Regions from separate parts of the Zea mays genome. Here region 2 is linked to region 1. The links are chromatin contacts, called in public Hi-C maps. All regions are on one chromosome and are shown on one strand. Each heading gives the region's core, a stretch centred on a gene start, on an enhancer-like site or on the middle of the called end of the contact. The rest is flanking DNA. Distances are from core to core; before and after follow the strand shown.

Region 1 (6,949 bases), core at 2,655-5,154:
GAATGACTTTGGAGCTAAGCTATGCATCCCCTTAGGAACGACTTTGGAGCTTCGTCACCCTTCTTGTTACACTCGATGGTGTAACCACAAATTTATTACAACAGACCGAAGGTTGAACCTTCTTATATTGTCTTTGGAGGGAAAATATAAAGACAGAAAAGTAAAAAATACATTGAACTTGGAAACTTTCTAGTCGAGCCCCTATATTGCTTTAGTAAATATGTCTCGATTCAGGCACAATGTTGTTGACTGTGCGAGCTTCGGACTCTTCTCGTGTGTCACACTATTGCTGTGCTTGGCGATGCCCTTCTCGCTGCTGATTGTGAATTAAGGTTGGTGCCATAGGTGGTGGTGGTGGTAGCTGAGCCCATGCAGCTTGAGAGTGACTTGTCGAAGCAACTGATGTTGTGGGTTGCTGACTGCCCACATACTCAGGAATGTATGGAGAACAACATGAAGTAGTGTGAAGGACCTCCTTCGGCTGATTCTGCCGTGCTTTGGCTTTAGTTATTTCTTTTTGCTTCTAGATCGTGCTTGGCACGTCCTTGTTGTATGTCCCTTATCCTCCCCATTGAATAGACAGAACAACCTCCTGGGTTGGGAGCTAAACCTTCCTCCGAAGCTTCTTCCTCCTCTACCCCTTGGAGTTGGTGGCCTGTAAGAGCTTTGTTGCATCCTTGAAGATTGGGAGCTTTGCTGGTTGCCTTGAGTGTGGTTTGCCCCGTCAACACTTGAGCTGGGATTGTGGATTGTTCTGACATGCCTAGGGTGGAGCCTTCCTCCGAAGCCCCTAGTCATCTCAGAATACCTGTAGTCATTACCAGCCCTGATGTACTCATCCATCTTCTGGAGGAGCTTTTCTAGAGTTTGTGGTGGCTTCCTAGCAAAATATTGAGATGTCGGTCCTGGTCGGAGCCCCTTGATCATAGCTTCGATGACAATCTCATTTGGCACCGTTGGTGCCTAGGCCTTGAGTCACAGAAATCTTCGGACATATGCCTGCAAGCACTCTTCATGGTCTTGTGTACACTAGAACAAGGCTTGGGCGGTTACTGGCTTCGTTTGGAAACCCTGAAAACTAGTTACCAACATGTCCTTTAGCTTTTGCCATGACGTGATCGTTTCCGGGCGAAGGGTTTAGGGTTTACTGGCTCCTGACTGCCATGACGAAGGATTTCGCCATGACAGCTATGTTGCCACCATATGAGGATATGGTTGCTTCGTAACTCATGAGAAATTGCTTCGGATCTGAATGCCCATCGTACATGGGAAGCTGCAGTGGCTTGTAAGATGGTGGCCATGGGGTAGCCTGCAATTCTGCTGCTAGAGGAGAAGCATAATCAAAAGCAAAGTTACCATGATGAAAGTCATCAATACCATTCATCATCATTGATTGGACTTTTTGACGAAGCTCTCTGCTAAGGCCTTCGTCCTTGGTCATCTTAGGTGATGTAACACATTTCTTCAGGAGCTTCGTCAATCTTACTCTGAAGGTCAGCTAGCCGAAGCATCTTCTCTCTCTTCCTCTGCACTTGTTGGTGTATGGCTTCCAGGTCTCTGATTTCTTGGTCTAACTCCTCCTCCCACGGTGTTGGGCTCGTAGCCTTCCTTTTTCTGGCTCCGGGCTTCTCTCAGCGAGAGAGTCTCTTGGTTGGTGTCCAGTGGCTGAAGGGCAGCCTCTGGCGCTATTGCCTTCTTCGGCGGCCTGACGAAGGTGGTCGTTTGAGTTCACCGAAGGTGGGCGCTAATGTTAGTCACTTGTTCTCAAATGTTGTGGTCAAGAACAAGGCAACACGATTGTTAAGGATTAAGGACCTTCGTCCTCCGAAGTATTACCTCCTTTCGGATATATTAATCTTCAGACGAAGGTCATGAAAAACAAGCCTTCATGATTCATGAGGGTAAAAATACATAGAGACAATGAATGTAATCTATTGGCTCTTACACATGAGTATTTCATAATACACACATGAATATTAACAAAATTTATATTACATTGATACCTTCGGCTTGTTCGAAGGTGAAGATGCGAGAGCGATTACCATTCAACATGAACAGTATGGTGCTACTGTTCATCTATTTATAGACACAGGACGCAGCCCGAGTAAAAGTACATTTGTGTACTCAACATTTATTCATAACTATAACATAAATTATTAGGGACTGGCTTGTCTTTTTCTCTTCGGGTCAGCATCATGTTTGGTCTTCATCATTATTTTAAGTCGAAGCTGTTACTCTTCGGCTATAGCTTCAGCGTTCATTCTTATCATCTTCGGGCTATATCTTCGTCTTGTATACCTTTGCCATGGGAGAAAACTTCCATCCTGAAGTCGAAGCTCCCTGTAGTAATCCATGTTATGCTAAAAGCAGATGGTTAGTCATATTTTTGAGGATCTTCGGAAGAGTAAGACCCCAACAACCTCGAAGGTGGGAGTGGTGGTGGTTCCAAATCTGGTTCAAAGGCTAGTACAAGTGATAATGGGAGGACTAAAATATGATTAGAGGCAAAGTGAGGTGTCCTAAATGTGCAGAGTTGGGACACAGGAAAACAAGCTACAAGTGCCTACTAAATGGAACCAAGAAAAGGCAAGATTTTAGCTTTTGTTCCACATTGTATTTGTATTATCCATGTGTTATTTACTTTAACTCTTTTAACATCACAGGAAGAAAAAGCCAAGAAAAAATGCTACCAAAGGATGGCTTTCTAAAGATTCGACTCCAGAAAGGCCAATTGATAGACGAGAGCAAATATTGCAAGAAAGTCCTGGAATAGTGACAAGAAGGTACAATACTATTAACATCTACCATTTATGCATTATGCTGATCTTAAAAAGAGAACATCACCAATTTATTGTCACATGTGCAGACCTTTAGCTTTATTGATGGAAGAAGGCACCACCATGGAGGCTTCTTCCTCTCAAATTTTAGAGATCACTACATCAGCTCCAAGAAAGTTGACTCCAAAGAAGGCGAAGAGAAATTTAAATGTCTGACATATCACTTTAATGAAGCAAACTTATTTTGTGTGAGAACTGTTTTTTGTGAAAACTTATTCGTATGAGACCTTACATGGTGTCTTGTAGCAGCATCAATGCTGAAGATTAAATTGTGTGCATGTCAGACCATTTTGTATGCTGCTCTCAATAAACTTTGAATGGAATGGTTACATTTCTTCAGTAATGGTCTAGTTGTCTGACAATGAATTGTCTTCAGCAATGGGTCCTAGCTAGGAGCTCATTTTAGTGGGTACGTACGAGAGAAAGATAACTTGAAAAGAAAATAAGAAAAACTATAGAGGGACGAACGACATATGCTGACAAGGGGTGACAATCGCGCAAGGTATTTAATTGTATTGATGGATTGGTGATATCAGAACTCTTTAGGACTTGTTTGGATAATCTGATATTGAAGTGGATTGAGGTGGTATGTGGTGTATTGGAGTGTAATATGAACTAATTTTTTTTCAATCCCCTTCAATACACCTCAATCCACTTCAATCCCACTATAACCAAACAAAGCCTTAGGAAATAGTTGCAGAGAGCGAGGTAATTCTGCAACAAAACAGAGAGTGAGGGTAATATAGTCTGTTCGGGTAGTAAAAAAGAGAAGGAAAAAATATTTCTAAATTAGTTTATAATTCTATTTCGACACAGTTGAGATTGTTGTTATATTGAAGCTTAAATTGTAGATGCTATTGTGTCGAAGCTACCTGAAATAAGATCTATAAGGGCTAGTTTGGAAACCTTAATTTTCCAAGGGAATTTTATTTTCCAAAAAAAAATTAATTCATTTTTTTATAGAAAAATAGAAATTCTTTGGAAAATTAAGGTTCTCAAACTAGCCCTAATAGAAAAAAAAACCTCATGTTCGATGGGACGAGTCTGATATGGGTCTGGCTTGGGACGAGTCAAGGATGAATTTTACAGGTTACTATTGTAAAAGTATAGTGTTTAGAGGTTTGGATTTTTTAGAGGGGTAATCATTATTCATAAAAATTTATAGTCTACTGTTGCAATCAGTCTAACTAATAATGTCGTCAATGCTTTAAACCCTCTAGAACTCCCTCTCTTGCATGAGGGCGGCCGCCATGCTCCCGCAGCGCCGCGTTCCATGCTGCCGCAGAGACAGAGGTCGCCGGAGCCGGACCATCTTCTCCCAATCCCAACCCACCCCGTGCACCCAAACCATACTACGCTTCCAACTCAGTTGCGACCTGCTGAAGGTCCACCGCACGGCGCCGGCCACCGCTTCCCGCCCCTGGAGCCGTCGCTTTACGCGGACCTCTTCCGGCGCGCGTCGCGGGGCCGGTTGCTGCCGCTGGCCAGGCTCACCCACTCCCACATGATCCGCGCGGGGTACCGGCCGGGTCTGTTCCTGAGCAACAACCTGCTGGCCGCCTACGTCCGCTGCGACGACACGCGGAGCGCCCGACTGCTGTTCGACGGCATGCCGCGCCGGGACGTCGTCACCTGGAATACGCTCATCGCCGGATACGCCACCCAGGGCTCCGCGAGCTTGGCGCTCGGCGCGTTTCGGGGCGCGCGGTGGGATGGCTCTGTCGCTGTGGATAGGTTCACCTACGCCGCAGTGCTGGCCGCGTGCGGTGGCGCCAGGGACTGGAGGAGCGGCCGTGTCACGCATGGGCTGGCTGTGGTCAGCGGGCTTGCACGGACCGCGTTCGTGGCTAACTCGGTGATTGACATGTACGCCAAGTGCGGGATGATTGACGAGGTGAGGCTGGCGTTTGATCGAGCCGATGAGCGGGATGAGGTTTCGTGGAACCTGCTCTTGTCCGCGTATGTGCGGATGGGGTGGCCAGAGGTTGCGGTCAGTGTGCTTGTCTGGATGCACCGGTCAGGTGTGAAGCTCGATGCTTTCGCCCTGGGTAGGATCCTGAAGGCTTGTTCTGAGCTTGAAGATTCAGAGGATGTAAGGAGGATGCTTCATGGTTGTGTGATTAAGGTCGGTTTGGACTTGGATGTGTTTGTTGGAAGCACCATGATGGACATGTATGCAAAGAACGGCGGGTTGGAGGAGGCCATCAAGGTGTTTGGTTGCATTCCATGCCAGAATGTGGTAATTTACAATACCATGATAGCAGGATTTGCTCGTTTAGGTAACGATCCATGTCCTGAGATTAGAATGGAAGCAATCAGGATTTATTCAAACATGCTCTGTAGGAGGATAAGGCCGTCCAAATTTACATTCAAGAGCGTGCTTGAAGTGTGCAATTTGATCAATGAGCCACGATGTTGGAGGCAACTACATGCCCATGTTATACTCTTTGGGTTCGAAGACGATGAGTTCATTGCAAATGCACTGATTAATTTGTATTCCAAAGTATGTCTAGTTGATGATAGTCTGAGATGCTTCCATAGGACTCCCAAACAAGAGATTTTTACATGGACTTCTATGATTAGAGCATTTGTGCACAATGAACATTCTGATAAGGCACTACACTTTTTCAGAGAGCTTCGTTATACAGGAGTGGAGCCTGACCAATTCACCATTTCATGTGTGATGAATGCCTGTGCTGATCTAAGTATGCCAATAGCATGTGAACAGATACACTGTTATGCAGTCAAATCTGGATTTGATCGGTTTACTCTATGCGGCAATTCACAGATCGAGATGTATAGGGGTACAGGTGATCTTAAGGCTGCAAAAAAGTCATTTGAGAGAATACCATCCCTGGATACTTTCTCATGGTCTCAAATGATCTTGAGCTATGCAGTGCATGGCCATGGAAGAGAGGCTCTACTGCTATTTAAGAAAATGAGGGATTGTGGTGTCATGATAAATGAGTTTGCATTTCTTGCTGTTCTTGTTGCTTGTAGCCATGAGGGACTGATAGATGAAGGTTTCAGGTATGCATTATTGCATTTTTGTTTTCTCTAAATGAGCAAAATATCACCTTGATTTTTTGTTTCTTAGATAAGTAGTTGCCTTCCTCCTGCCTACCTGTAACATACTTGTGGTAATTTACAAGGGATTTTACATAGTCATCAACCTACACAAAAAATTCATGCAACAAGTTGGAGATGGGAGTTCGAGAATTGTATATAGAAAGTTAGTAATGCCAACAGTAGATTATGGAACAAAATCTTCCTAAACAACTGCCATCGTCCATATCTTAGACCCTGAATCCTTCTCCTGCACTAATAAAAAACGGCATGCTGCATTAGCTGAAATGCATAACTCAAAGAAAAACCCGAGGGTCATCCAAAAGGTGGTGTCGGACTCTCCTGCTAGATAAAAAAAAACTTGGCCGGGGAGAGAAAGACCGCCCTCCCGATATTCCATATAAGAAGAGACCGAAACAATGGTCCCGGTCGAGAAAATCCCCGAACCCTGGCCCCCCATCACTAACGGGCCGGCGTCAACTGTCCACTCTGCAACGGTCCAACCGGAGGGTGGCGCACAGGACATCACAACTCGAGAGCGGATGGGGCACAGCGAGGGGATTTTTTTAACCAAGCCTGAAAATTCGCTCCTGATAGGAATGTAACCCAGGACTTGGAGGTGCTACTCGGAAGTCCTTAACTGCTAGGCTAGAGGCCCTTTCGCACTCTCCTGCAAGATAGAAAATTAATTGTTTATGCTAGCTACATCGAGACATGCATTTAAATTACCAGTTGCAAAAACTTGTAGGATCGTCAGACTTGAAGTAACACCGCCAGTGCCGGTCCCAAGCCCGGATATAAAAGGTGGAGGGTTTGAATTTGACATACCTTTTCTGTTACTTGTTTCCACTTAGCATGTAATGCTGCTAATTGTACTGTAGCCCTGAAGAATTTTAGATGTCTACTACTTGGCATGTAGTCCTAATTGCAGAATTTACTATACTACTACACAGAAATGAACAAAATGGATGCATCTTCCATTTTCTTTTTATTTATTTTCCACTTCTGAACATTGTTCATAACTGATCACATGTTTTTTCTATCGT
Region 2 (6,949 bases), core at 2,989-5,488, 150 kb after region 1:
AGTATTGTCTGTCTGCACTGTTCAACCCGAGACAAAACAGGTGCCAACTCGTGTCAAACGGTCTTGGCTTGGGTTCAAACTCTTCCAGGGGGTTCCTTAGATAATTTGGCTCCTTTTTGTTATTTAGACCCTGGGGTTTTGGTGTCATTAGCTAGGTGAACACCCCTGATCTCTAGATTAGGGCTGATTTTGGACTTAGAGGGAATGGGGGTGATTCCATAGTGTTCTCCACTTGGGGCTGATTTAGTGGTCTTATAGGGGTCTTTTTGTAAAGTTTCTTTACTGTCTTTTGTAAACATTTTGGTACTCTTAAACTTTGGTTAAGTTTTAAATTATGAAATGTGCATTTGCTTGATCTTTCTCTCAACTAAAGGCTTTAAGAGAGAGGACCCAAGGTTCAATCCTACCTTGCCCAAGGTGATATTGCCTAAAGGCTTGGGTAATGCTTTGGTCCTTAGCATTTCTTAAATCACTCATGCTTCCAAGGTCTTAGGTGCTCCCTCTCCTCCAAGTCTTAACCACATGTGATAATAGGTATATGTGTCATTAGGAAGCCAGCCCTTGGTAACACCTGGGGTGTTACAGAATCTTCTGTTCACCAAAGCATCCCACTGATGACTGATCCGCTCAGCTCCAGAAAACAGGGAATGGGAAGTATAATAGTCCCAGATTGACCTCTAAACACCCATTCTAGCTCCCGGAACTTCAGAGAGAAAGGGGAATAGCGGCCTGGAATATCCAGACTGTGCTCCATTGTAGCACATAAGAAGAAGAAAAACAACACAACGCCCATGAATTCCGCTGTAATCAAGCACCATTTCAGGTCGGCGCACAAAGAGCACGAGCTCGCCTGAAGTTCCGCGGGCGGAGAGCACGTAGAGATAGATGATGATCTTTCAATCCACTCGTGGGAAGGGAAATCGATCCGCGCCACGCGGGAGGAGACGTAAGCGATAGATGATGATGTACCAATCCTCATCTCAGTTGCACACGCAGTGGAACTAGGGACGGGGGGAGGAAAATTTGATCCACCCAGAGAAGGGTTAGCGGCATGCACCTGCTCAATGTCACGCTCCACGGGCCCCGCCCGGATGCCGCCGAGATCCGACGAGACGTCCGACATGGCAGTGGCCTCCGCATCAGCCCCGGTGCTGGCACCGCCCCATCACGGCCAGGCGCGCGCGGACCGCTGGCCTCGTTCACCGAGCCCTGCCGCCACGCGCGGGGGGAGGCGGCGCGCTTCAATGGGGGCTCGCTCGCCTGCGCAGGTCAGGGTGGGCAGGGCAACTCGCGGATGAGGGTAGATAAAGTTCACGAGGTAGGGCGGGCGGGAGGGCGGATCCACTACCGGAATTTGGCTCTTTGCCGAGTGTCATATTCTTTGCCGAGTGTTTTATTTCGGGCACTCGGCAAAGAGCTCTTTGCCGAGTGCCACGCAAAAAACCCTCGGTAAAATAAAACACTCGGCGAAGAAGCTCTTTGCCGAGTGTCTTATTTTTGACACTCGGCAAAGAGTTTCTTTGCCGAGTGTCTTTTTTTGACACTCGGCAAAGGGCTCTTTGCCGAGTGTCACAAATACAACACTCGGCAAAGAGCTCTTTGCCGAGTGTTTTTTCTCCAACACTAGGCAAAGACAATTTAAAAATCACATTTTAAAGTAGTAAAATAATTCAAATGAAAAAGTTTTCAACTACAAATTTGTATAACTCATCATGATGTACAATTTATATATTGAACATTTCTTCATATGACAAAATAAAAATAAATTTGTTCATAAAACCTATATCTCTCTCGTAGTTTATGAAACTACGAGAGAGACGTATAGAATTTGTGCATATTGTTAGAACCATCATCTGAGATAAACAAATTATCAAACAACCAAAATAAACTTTGTAGATCTTGAGAAGTTATAGAAGTTTATAGTTGACAACTTTTTCATTTGAAGTCATATTGTCAACGAAAAATACGTCTGAATTTAAAAAATTTAAAATTTGAATTTTGAAAACGACTTCGAAAGGAAAAACCACAAACATGAAAGTTGTAGGTATTGAAGAGCTATGAAACTTTGTAGTTGACAATGTTTTAGTTTGAAATCATCTTGTTATGCAAAACTATGTTTACATTTTGAAATTTGAATTTTTCAAACTGTCTCGGATGGAAAAACCACCAAAATAAAAGTTGTAGGTCTTGAAATGTAATGAAACTTTGTAGTTGACAATTTCTTGATTTGAAATCATCTTATCATTGAAAATTTCGTGTGAAATTTTTAAATTTAAAATTCAAATTTTATAAACGGTCTCGGATGTAGAAACTATTAAAATAAAACTTTTAGATCTCAAAAAGTTATGCAACTTTATAGTTGATCACATTTTCAAATGAATTCATTTAGTGCCTTAAATAATCAAATTACTCTCGATTTGTTATAGTACATGGGGAATGGAAACGTAATATAAACATAATTGGTGTAGTAGTGTAGTGGTATAGGAGGGTATGCGCGAGAGAGAGGTTGTGAGTTCGAATCTCACCATTTACAAAACATATAAGTTTGATTCAAAATAATAGTGAAAAATGATAGGGCAACGGGTAAGGTAATAGGGTAGGGTTAGAGAGTTGTTCCTAAAATTTAAAAAATGTTTTGCTGTTTTTTTTTTATTTTTTCGATTCTTAATTTACCGAGTGTTTTTCTTTGCCGAGTGCTTTTTGACACTCGGCAAAGTCTTTGCCGAGTGTCCGAAAAAAAGCACTCGGCAAAGAACCCTTTGCCGATGAAATCTTTGCCGAGTGTTCTTTGCCGAGTGTTACACTCGGCAAAGCCTTTGCCGAGTGTAAAATAGTCTTTGCCGAGTGTCGTAGACACTCGGCAAAGAACGCGATTCCGGTAGTGATCGCGGGGATCGCGGCGGTCACGACGGTTGTTGGCGGATTGCTCGGGCGGGCGGATCGCGGCCGTGCGCAGTGGTCTACAGTAGTCTCTTAATAGTTATTAGAGATTTAGAATTAGTCTTTTTAACATTAAATAATTTTATCATGGTATATCAGTAGGATTATAAGATTACTATAATTATTTATTTACCATATAATTTTTTAATATTTTAAATGGCGTACATAATTTTTTTAGCATATTATGAATGGAATAGGTGAGGTGAGATTCGGTTAGTTATATGAACGTGCAAAGATAGAGAGAGAACGCACCGCGCATGCATGAACTTTCGGACTTTCCTGCGCCACGCGCAACGGAAGCCATACATGCTTGTCCGAGACAAGAAAGTAGGAGTGGCAAAGTACTATAAGCTACCGCGCGCTGACCTGCTCTGTAGGTCCCCAACTAAAGAACCGGAAGTAGGGATCGACGTCCATCCAATATCGTCATATACAACTGCACCCCTGCAAAGGTGAATCGATGCTAGCTAAAATGGGGATCCAAATCCGATATGATGATATTGCGCGTCCTGGAAGGCGAACGAAAGCGCACGAACCGATGCTCTCAATATATATCTCCATCTCATCGTCGATCTGCCACAAGATCTCGAGTACACACGTCGATCAGGCTATCAAATTAATTGGCAGTTAATATCTCTCTCTCTCTCTCGACCAGTCGATCGTCCTACAAGTACTGACGATTTAGTACTGGTTGTTATGGCGCACTTGGCCGCCATGAAGAACAGTTACTACTGAGCTAGGCTGTGTGAGGGAACAGGCAAGCAATGGAATGGACCGGTCTATATATATAGATCCTGGACCAGAGGCATCTATCTCGGCACTGATGATGAACACGATCCGGTTGCAGGAGAGGAGGGAACAACGATCTGACCAGGAGCTCTGGGCCCGAGCCCAAGCGGATGGATCGGGGGGACGAGTGAAAGCGAAAGGTCCATGCATCCCTGCAGCTGCAAGCACATAAACGACGACGAGACTCTGTAAAATCCTGGATTTTTGATCCCGTCGATCGGCGGCAGCGGCTGGGCGAGCGAGCGAGCGCTCGGCACGTGACTCGTCTACGCCGCGCCGGCCGCCAACTCGATAAACGTCCTTTTTTGGGACCATGCATGCCGGCAGGGCGCGGCGACAATGGCCATTCCTTCACTCTCCCGTCTCTCCTCCTTCTCCCCACCCTAGCTACCCTCTATCTACTACGCTAAGGATTCCCCATCATGAAGAACCCCCTACTAAGCGGCTGGGCTAGTACTAGAGCTCTAGCTCGTAGGAGTAGATATAGCTGCAGCGCTCATGCCTGCATCTGCATCTGCACCTGCACCATCACCCTATCTCTCTCTCTCTAGAGAGCTAGACTCTAGGTCGTCTCTCTCTCTCTACATCATCTCTCATGATCGAGGTGAGAGCGAAGCAGATAAAAAGAGGAGAGAGAGAGAACCTATGGGTTGGGAGCATGCTGCACTGTAGCGACGGCGATAAAGATGAGGACAGTACGCTGGACGCATATGCAGCAGTTGCAGCTTCCGCGTCCTGCGCCATGCATGTGCCCTCTCTCTCTCTTTAAGCCATCAATACAGTACGCGTGTGTCGAATCATATTTCTCCAACAATAACCATATATATGCGGCGTTGTAAAATATATATACTGGACACCCAACACACGTACTCCTTCCGACATGCAATGTAAGATCAGTTTAATTAACCGTGCTGCTACCTCTAACACGGAGAGGGAGAGAGACGCGCACACCAACAGCTTTCACCCTACTGGAAAAAGGAGATATGAATGAACAGTGTGCTGTGTGTCTTTCGCTAGCATCCGTCGCATCCCTTCTTGCCCTCCTATGCTTCCCTCCTTTTAGAGCACAGCGGAACGGCGTAAAAAGGGTGTGTGGCGAGAGACTCCAGTACACCATATCGATCGCAACTATTCTGCATCATCCCATCGACGACGACGACGACACACACACACACATTATTCCGGCCGTCATGTCTAGCTTGTACATATATAGTGGACCCTGCATGTGTTGTTGTGACATGCATGTGGGCTCAATCCACATGCTTCGTCCACGCTCAAAAAAAAAACCCCCACTACTATACAAATTCATGTATTGTACACACAACACGTGCCCCATGCAGATATGTATATATAAAAAGCACAGATTATTTGGGGCGTCTAACATTTTCAATTCAGGAATTTGTGGCGAACATCTTTTTCGCGTTCGTACAAATATCATGTAATGCTTCTTGTACAATTTGGTTAAAAAAACTAACAAATAATCACCAAAGCGTAATGCTTGTACAAATATCTACTGTAAAAAAATAGTTTGTACGTGTAATGCTTGTAGAGAAGAAGAAAAAATAAAGGCAGAAAATTAACCTAAAAGGATCGAGCGAATTAGATGCTAAGCTTTACTTATTAACCATATATATGTATCAATGTCCAAATAAGATGCGGCGTGAAGAAAGAAGCCATATATACAATAAAACACTGGTTCATTTGCGGCTTTCTAAGATATGTGTGTGACGACGACAGATTAGAACAAGATACCCGCGATGCTACTTACAGATAAACAATATATACCATTGTATATATATTGTTCTAATATACAATGGTCGTAGGTCCAATCAGTCTCAGTAGAAGCTATCAAAAGGTTTCTATGAACAGCTAACACTATATGCATGCATATGCAAAGATTACATATACTACAGCACAATATTATATGAACAGTTAACAAACTTTTGACTTATTTAGTATATACGCATGATCCAGAATCGAAAACGTACGCATGAAATTTCTCTAGCAAACTTCCAAGGGAGTTACTGACGATTATTGTTCCAGCTAGCCTTTTCGATTGAAAGGAACAGACCAAAGCCAAAGAGATTAGGCCGAATCACCATGTGCCTGATTGTGACTTCTAGTTAATTAGCTAAAAAATATGGAATACTTTAGTTATTTGATGAACAAGAGAGTGCTTACTTTTTAAGAAACCAATGAATTCGCGTGCCGTACGTTTTATCTCTTTAAAAATGCCACTTTGTGCTCACCACACAGCAAAATCTCGCAACACGCATAAATAGTTTGGACAATTCTACTGATGAGAAACTAAATTACAGGTACCGCTGGTAGCTTAGCCTTAATTAGCTCCTCTATAATTTCAAGAGGCAACACGCATGTATACCAATTAGCTGAGAGCATCTGATCCGTCAAACAAGTACATATATAATGGGGTGATTATATCTGACTAACTTTAGATAAATTTTGCAGATTTAGCATTGTTGTCTGCGTAACAAATATTAACAGGATAGCGAAATAAAGGTCGGCCACCATAGTGTGCCTGGAGGTCAAATAATGTCTTGTCCAAACTATTGCTTCATGTTCCTGTCAGTGTTTCTTAAAATTATAGACCACCAGCAGTAAACACAATCGACGACCATCAATTTGACAGAAATGTAAACATAAGCACACTACAGTGTGTGTCACAAAACATAAAACATCTCTAAGTTTTTTTAGCATTGAATATATATAGAAGGCTCATCAAACTAAGAGGGTGTTTAGTTTTCAGGGACTATTTTTTAGTCCCTCAATTTTATTTAATTTTAGTTATTAAATTACTAAATATGGAAACTAAAATAAAGTTCTTAGTTTTCGTATCGGGTAATTTAGGACCTAAAAATAGAATAAAATCGAGTGCCTAAAAATTAGTTCACAAAAACCAAACAACCTCTAAATTCATATATATATCTCCTGTAAATTAAGGGAGCAGCTGTACTATCAAGTTCCAGTACGTGTTTTAGAACCAATTGAATCTAGGTAGTCCAAATAAATATATGGGAGCAATTGCGCTTATTAAATTGGAACGAATCTCGCCAAAAAGTTGCAGCCTTTTGAAAATTAATATTATCTTCTTAGCAAAGCTGAGAATAATAGGTTAACGCAGCTATCTTCATACAAATCCGACCTATCTACAAGTTCAATACCGCATATTAATAACGCAACAAATGCATAGTATCAACAG

Evidence for each region. A called contact is a pair of places that touch in the nucleus more often than the background predicts.
Region 2: a Hi-C map of tassel shows a contact between it and region 1, with 3 times the contacts expected there. The contact joins the enhancer-like site here to the promoter of LOC103654647 in region 1. A contact is called at or near these places in 2 of 25 Hi-C or Micro-C datasets (ear and tassel).

Annotation. Positions count from the first base shown.
Region 1 is chr4:222,842,954-222,849,902 of Zm-B73-REFERENCE-NAM-5.0, forward strand. It overlaps LOC103654647 (pentatricopeptide repeat-containing protein At3g13880), which reads left to right and starts at 3,905. Exons shown (of 7, transcript XM_035967541.1): 1 at 3,905-5,867. The coding sequence starts at 4,111.
Region 2 is chr4:222,992,398-222,999,346 of Zm-B73-REFERENCE-NAM-5.0, forward strand. No RefSeq gene overlaps it. Among protein-coding and RNA genes, the nearest start is that of LOC100284538, 6.7 kb to the right of the region's middle. Within about 2 kb of position 4,239, at least 12 of the 20 cell types and tissues checked have an H3K27ac peak or open chromatin away from gene starts, as enhancers often do. A contact at or near this core is called in ear and tassel, where this site is marked.